2 separate regions of the Ovis aries genome follow, and region 1 is linked to region 2. The links are chromatin contacts, called in public Hi-C maps. All regions are on one chromosome and are shown on one strand. The core of a region is the stretch at or near the end of the contact, and the rest is flanking DNA. Distances in the headings are between cores, read along the strand shown.

Region 1 (3,654 bases), core at 651-3,150, 68 kb after region 2:
TCACATTTTACTGATAGTTTTGCCAGGTTTAGAATACTAAAATTCATTTTCTCCTCCTCAGCATTTTGAATACTTTTGCCAATAGAATGCAAGATTCACTGGAGCAGGATTTTGGTCTGTTTGGTTCACTGATATATCCCAAGGATCTAAAATAGTGTCTAGCACACAGTATACACTCAACATATATTTGTCTTATTAATTGTCTTCTGTTACTAGTATTGCTGAAAAGAAGTTGGATGACAGTTTGATAGTCATTCCTTTTCATTTCTTCCCTTTTGGGAAGCTTTTAGGGTTTCTTTCTGTTCTTAGAATTCTAAAATTTTCCTGGTAGCTCAGATGGTAAAGAGTCTGCCTGCGATGTGGGAGACCCAGGTTCAATCCCTGGGTCCTCTGGAGAAGGCAATGGCAACCCACTCCAGCATTCTTGCCTGGAGAATCCCATGGACAGAGGAACCTGGCAGGCTACAGTCCAAAGTTTCCCAAAGAGTCAGACAGCTGAGCGACTAACACTTTTCTGTTCTTGAAGTTCTAAAATTTCACCAGGGTGTCTATATATGTGCTCTTGTTTGTTTTTCCTGCTCAGTAATATGTGGACTTTGTCAGTCTAAAAACTCTTAGTGTAAGGAAATTTATTTCATTATCTTCTTGATTATTTCTTTTTCTCCATAGTTCCTATACATTTTTGAATCACATATCATAAATATTAGCTTTACTAACACTAACTTCCATATGTGTTCATTTTTTTTTCTCATATCTCTGTCTTTTTATTTCCTTTATCTTCCAGGTAACCAACTTGATCTTCTATTGTATCTATATTATTTAGCAATTCCATTGAAATTTTCATTTTTAGTTTCTATGAACTCTTTCAAGTTCTCTGATTATTACTTTTTATCACAAACTGTAATTGTCTTAAGAATGCAATAGGTTATAAATTTCACAGATGATATAATTAACATTGTTATTGCTCTTATTGGAATTGTTTGAAATATTACCTTTCTTAATTGATTAATAAAGAATGTGATTGGTTTGTGTGTATTTTTTTTTTTTAATTCTCTTTAACTGCTTGAGTTACCTTTTCCTCCAACCTCAGTTATCTAATTTATTTTCTGTCTTTCCCTTTTGCATTGTTTTTTTCCTCACAAGTTTGATGTTTCCTGTTGTGCATTTGTATGAATAAATTAAGAACTAAACAAACACCTTAATTTAGTAGAGGTAGCTTGTGTGGGTTTCCTCCTCCTCAATTGTTTAGATTTGTTTTCCTAAGAAGCTCTTGAATAGAATGACTGATAGCTTTTATATTAGTAGGTGGGGTTTGTGGATAGGAAGACTTTTCGGTAGGGTTTCCTGTGGGCAAAAAAACCAAACAAGCAAGTGGGGGTGGGGGCAGTGGAGGGGGTGGGGAGGTGGGGGCAGTGGAGGGGGTGGGGGAGGTGGGGGCCAGAATTGAAGGGGTGGGGGGAAACAGAAGTTTTCAGCTGGAATGGGTGGAGATGCATTTTAAGAGTGATTTTGGCTATCCACTCCAATATTCGTGCCTGGACAATTCCATGGACAGAGGAGCCTATGGGCTATAGTCCATGGTGTTGCAAAGTGTTGGACACGACTGACCGACTAACACACTTGCACACGCACTGCTGCTGCTCCTGCTGCTGCTGTTGCTAAGTCGAGTCAATCGTGTCCAACTCTGTGCGACCTCATAGACGACAGCCCACCAGGCTCCTCTGTCCCTGAGATTCTCCAGGCAAGAATACTGGAGTGGGTTGCCATTTCCTTCTCCATTCACATGCACTAAGTACAACAAACTCTGAGTTTATTGTAGATATCCAGAAAAATCCTGACCTGAGCTGACAGCTTGCTTCCTAAAGGGCAGTGTGTCTGGCTTTTGGCCCGAGGGCAAAAGTCTCAGCTGCCAAGCTTTGTTTGCGCAGGTCAAGGAAAGGGGCCTAGCTGTCCCTAGGCACTCAGTCTAGTTCTCTGATGAGGCCACTTATCATTGCCCCACAGCTCATCATTGTATAGCTTGCTGAGTGTGAGCTCCCTTCCAGGGCCTCCTTAGGGAAACATGTTCATTTCCCGTGTCCTGGCCTGCAGTTTGCCATATACTTTCTCTCAGTCCATCCATCTGCTTTCTGTCTTTCACAGATTTCTCAAAACTTCCGTTCTGATGATGATACTGTTTCTCGTTTCCTATTCCTGTTTTTATCTCATTCTCTTTAAAGACTTTTTCTGCCACTTTGATGGGACTACGGGTGGTAGTAGAAGTAAATGCATGTGCGTAATCCACCATGTTGTGTGTGTGTATGTGCGTACGGATTAACATGCGTCTCAAAAGCAAATGTAGTAGTATATCCAGTTAATCCTTTGAGGGGAGATGGAGTCCTAGAAATGAACAGACTGTAATCTCTGAATTCCTTAGTTGAGTCAAGTGTTTGATCCAGTTAATGCTTATTAAAAACACTTTATGCTGAATAATGTGCCAGAAATTGCAGTTATGAAGTCTGAAAATAAAAAATTTAAAGTGATATTTAGAATTATTTTGCAAGATTATTTGTATTCCCAAAGGAATATTTGGTCATTGTTGCTTTTCCAGTCCCCTTACCTCTGAATTTAGACTTGACTTCCCCAACTCCCAAATAGTAAATTTACTCCCAAATAGCAAATTTGAGGGACTACTTGCTGGGATTGTTTTAAGCACAATTTGGTAAGAATTGTTGTTCAACTCATATCTTCTGGCCTATCAATATAATTTGGATTTTCTTGATTCAGACTTCTTGTTTTAGAAATTTCTTCTGTGTAAGGACAAAATGGAGAAGGCAATGGCACCCCACTCCAGTACTCTTGCCTGGAAAATCCCATGGATGGAGTCGCCTGGAAGGGTGCAGTCCATGGGGTCGCTGAGGGTTGGACACAACTGAGCGACTTCACTTTCACTTTTCACTTTCCTGCACTGGAGAAGGAAATGGCAACCCACTCCAGTGTTCTTGCCTGGAGAATCCCAGGGACGGGGGAGCCTGGTGGGCTGCCATCTCTGGGGTCGCACAGAGTCGGACACGACTGAAGTGACTTAGCAGCAGCAGCAGCAAGGACAAAATATTAAGACTAAGACAATCAAAAAAATTTTTATTATAAAAAGCAGAGTTACAACTCTGAAATGAGAAATATGCTTAACACTAATAAATCTGTCAAATCTTGGCTCTACCATCACCCTGGGCATCAACCTTGCACCCTGGGCAAATGATTTAAACTAAGCCTCACTTTTTTGAACTTGAAAATGACCATAACAAAAAGCATTTACCTCAGAGGCTACCTCATAGGTTATGAAAATTAAGATAATGTACATAAATCCCTTAGTACAATCCCTGACTCATTAAGTGTTAGCAATCATTATTAACATCTACAAATAATTCAAATCTATATTACAGAACAGTTCTGGAATAAACATCCAACTTCTTCTTAAGATATTCATAAAATATAGGAAATACTTACTTCCTCATTCCGTCTATAGGCATTTTTTGGCAATAAAACATAAATAACATAAAACTGACCATTTCAACCATTTTTAATTGTGAAGTTCAGTGCTTTAAGTATATTCACATTATTGTGTAACCATCACCACCATCCATCTCTAGAACTCTTTTCACCTTGAAAAATAGG
Region 2 (3,683 bases), core at 511-3,010:
TCTGCCATGCTTGGGAACACAGGAGTGAACAAAACGATGTATAATCCACAAGGGCAAGAATTCAACATTCCTAAATGCCACAAATTTTGTTTCATTTAAATATACTGTAAAGCATTTCAATGAGTATCTATTCATCTCTCACTAAAAAAACATTGTTTATTAAATACCATTATGCACTTTACAAAAGTAATTAAACAAAAGAAACAAAGTGCAATTCATTTTACAGATGAATTATAATCCACTAACTTCAAAAGAAATCTTTTACGTTTTTACCACATTTGCGGTAATTATTAGTCTTTGGAAGATAAAGCACACGTGAAAATAAGGTAGTACTAAAAAAAATGTAAATGCAACCCTGAATATTAGCCTCGCTTCTTAATTCTAATAATGCTGTTATGGTAAACGGATTAAGCCATTATTTATCCAGCAAATGAACGGGGCAATTGTTCATTCAGAGCTCCATCCGAAATATAAAAGAGTATTTAGTGCTCTAAAAAAAATGTATGCTCAGTAAACAATAGATTGCAATGCCTATTTTCGAGCGCTCGTTTATCAAACAAATGCTTACTATCTTAGGTATTTACATTTACATCATGCTTGTCTATTGCCACAGAACTCATTAACATTTCGACAAAAATCTCAAGTAGATAGATTTTAAAACATATCGTTGATGAAGCTGACTTTCAACACATTTCCAGCCTCGTTAATAACCAGTCCTTAATGGTATTTTAAAAAAAGAAAAAAACGCTCAATACATGGTGTGAATAAAGAACCATGCTACATCTGTATAGGATGTGATGCGCTCTATTTAAACTAAAATAATATAGTGTTCCACCCCACCCCACCCCCGCCCCTTTCAAAGTTAGCCTGAGAATTACGTTTACAACCCTTTAAAGGAAGAGGGGGCTGTAATGTACTCAACTTGTCTACTGCGGTCTAAGATCCAAAATCCGAGAAAGTTACGGGGCTCGGGGGGCGCCCGCAACTTCAGCAGCAGCAGGTAGGGCCGGGGCCGGAGCCGCCAGGGCCGCCGCGCGGGTGCGGGGGCCGCTCGCGCCCCGAGCCCCGTCACGCAACCTCCCTTTGCCGCCACGGCGGAACTCACGCTCTCTAGTAATTCAACACCTTTGCTTTCAAATCGGAGACCAGGGAGAAATGGTAATAAATTCCTTTCCTACCACAGCAAAAAATGATAATAATTATGTCATTTTTTTCTACGCTTAAATCTGCATTCTCAAGACTGCCTAGAAGGGACGAGCCAGGCCGAGCCCGGGGCGGCGCCCGAGCGGCGGGAGCCCGACCGAGCCCGGGGCCGACGCGGAGGGCGGACCCGCGCCCGGGGGGCAGCAGCTCGCCGCGGCGTGTTCAGGCCGCGGCCGAGACGCCGGCCAAGCCTCGCGGCGTCCGCGACCGCAGGAGCGGCCTGGCCTGCCGGACCGTTAGGACAAGCGGCGCCGCGGCCCTGGCGGCGAGGCCAGCGGGCAGCACCGGGCGCCGCGACTTCTCGCCGCCACCTCAGCGGCTCCGGCGGAGCCCGGGAGCGGCCGTGGGGGAAGGGAGCGCGCCGGCGGCTTACCTCAGGAGCGGGCGGCTGCTTCCCGCCGCGAGAGTGGCCGGGCGCTGCGCGGCGGCGGCGGGCGTCGCGGCTGCGGCAAGGGGAGAGAGAGAGAGAGAGAGAGAGAGAGAGAGGCGGCGGTGGAGCGAGCGCCGGGACGCCGGAGAGTAGAGGTACCGCCGCCACCGCAGACAGCTCCGCAATATGGCTGCCCGGCGGCTCCTCGGGGGAGAGGCGGGGCTGCCCCGCGCCCCGCGCCCCCCGCCTCCCCCTGCCGGCCGGCCGGCCTCGCGCCGCGGCCCGAGCGCCAACGCCGCTGCGGCGGCCGCCACCCCGCCGCCCGCGCCCCGCCCCGGCCCGGCCCCGCCCAGCCCCTCGGGCTCGCGGCCACTCGCCGGCCCGGGCGTCGCCCGCGGGCAGGGAGGGTCTCCGTCCGGGGCGGGGACGCGCGAGGACCCGGGCGCGGCTCCGGAGTCCCTAGGGAACGGGGCCGAGCGCGGGGGTGGGCCGCTCCTTCCGTGAGGGGGACTGGGCTAGAGTGAAGCCCGATGGCCCGGGAAGCGGAACCGCCCAAACCCAGAGCTGGGAGTGGGCCTGCCGCCTCCCCGCGACCGGTGGAAACTTGAAACTCCCGCTGGTGCCAGAAAATTCAGAGGGCGTTTCCATCGCCCCCAACAAGGCATTCTTTCCCAGGGAATCAACGACCGAGTGGAGCGCGTTACTTGGCTCTTGAAAGCTTGAAAACCCTGGATCGGGAGAGAAAAAAAGGCCTGCCTTAGAGGGATTTATATAGACAATGAAGAACTTTATTTTGGCAGTGTTTACCCAACCAGTAAACTTACTTTTTCAGGGACAATTTTTAGGCCCCACCAAAATCCCAATCGAGAGTGCAAATTTTTATCCGGGCAAGGAAGAAGTCAGTAAAAGAAAATTGATGGAAGTGGGACACCGCAAAGAGCAGCCAAACCTAAATTATCTTTGACTTTGTGAAGTTAGGCATTTGATCATGGTCTGACTAGCCCACTCGTTTTAGTAGTGGTCGGGGCTAGACAGACTTACGGTCATTGTTCTGTCATCTACTCCCATTCCTCTTGTATTTTCTGGGATTCAAAGAGCAAAACTTGCTCTACGTATGGAAATAGCAAGTGCACAAAATCAGAGTAGCCTAGTTTGACCTGCTTTATATAGTTTACTTTTTATTAACAAAGTTTGAAAATGAAAAATTTGCTCAGTCGTGTCCAACTCTTTGCGACCCCATGGACTGTAGCCCGCCGGGCTCCTCTGTCCATGGAATTTTCCAGGCAAGAATACTGGAGGGTAACAATTCCCTTCTCCAGGGGATATTCCTGATCTCAGGATGGAACCAAGGTCTCCTGCATTGCAGGCAGATTCTTAAGGGTCTGAGCCACCAGGGAAACCCATTCAAATACAACCTCACCCAGTGTACTCAACTTTTTTAGAGCAAATAATCGGTATCCTTCTTGCTTTTCTGTTTGTCTTCCCTGAGACTATGGCTTTTTCCGGAAACTCTCCTCTGATCACTTTCATTAAATTTACTCTTAAGCGTGTTTCCACCATTGCCCTTTGAGACCACTTGGAACAATTAAAAGTCTCAAGTTAATTCTAAGGCCTTTAGAGTGCAGAGTCCTCGAAGATGGGAACCAGGTGTGTGCTTTTCTTTAACTATAGGATTACTCCCTGACCTTCTCCCTGGGGTGGAACAATTATCCCGGTGATTTTTCAGACTTCTACAACAAGCTGCATGCATAAAGATAGTCAAACTATTGTGTAAATTCCTAGATAGTACACTAATCAAACATACTTTTGTGACAGAAAATGAAGCATTCATTATCATGTGTCACATGACAGGCACTGGTATGAAATGCTTTGTAAGACTGGCTTTTTAAAATAATTATAACAACCCTGAGTTTGAGGTAAATGTTATTGACGTTTTTAAAAACCCGTAAATAGAGCCTCAAAGGAGTTAAGTAATTTGCTTACTGTAACACAGCTAGGAAGTTGTGCAATCTGACCAACCCAGTATCATTTGATTCCAAAGCCTTGATTTTATCCTATACTCTTCAACAGCAAACAGAGGAGAAACTGTAACACTTCAGTCAGCTATCAT

The links. A called contact is a pair of places that touch in the nucleus more often than the background predicts.
Region 1: a contact with region 2 is called in a Hi-C map of liver, with 4 times the contacts expected there. The contact joins the enhancer-like site here to the promoter of RDX in region 2. A contact is called at or near these places in 2 of 16 Hi-C or Micro-C datasets (liver and tail adipose tissue).

The regions. Positions count from the first base shown.
Region 1 is chr15:20,100,786-20,104,439 of ARS-UI_Ramb_v3.0, forward strand. No RefSeq gene overlaps it. Among named protein-coding and RNA genes, the nearest start is that of FDX1, 30 kb to the right of the region's middle. Within about 2 kb of position 1,901, at least 1 of the 54 cell types and tissues checked has an H3K27ac peak or open chromatin away from gene starts, as enhancers often do. A contact at or near this core is called in liver, where this site is marked.
Region 2 is chr15:20,033,274-20,036,956 of ARS-UI_Ramb_v3.0, forward strand. RDX (radixin) reads right to left here and starts at 1,761. Exons shown (of 15, transcript XM_015100904.3): 1 at 1,577-1,761.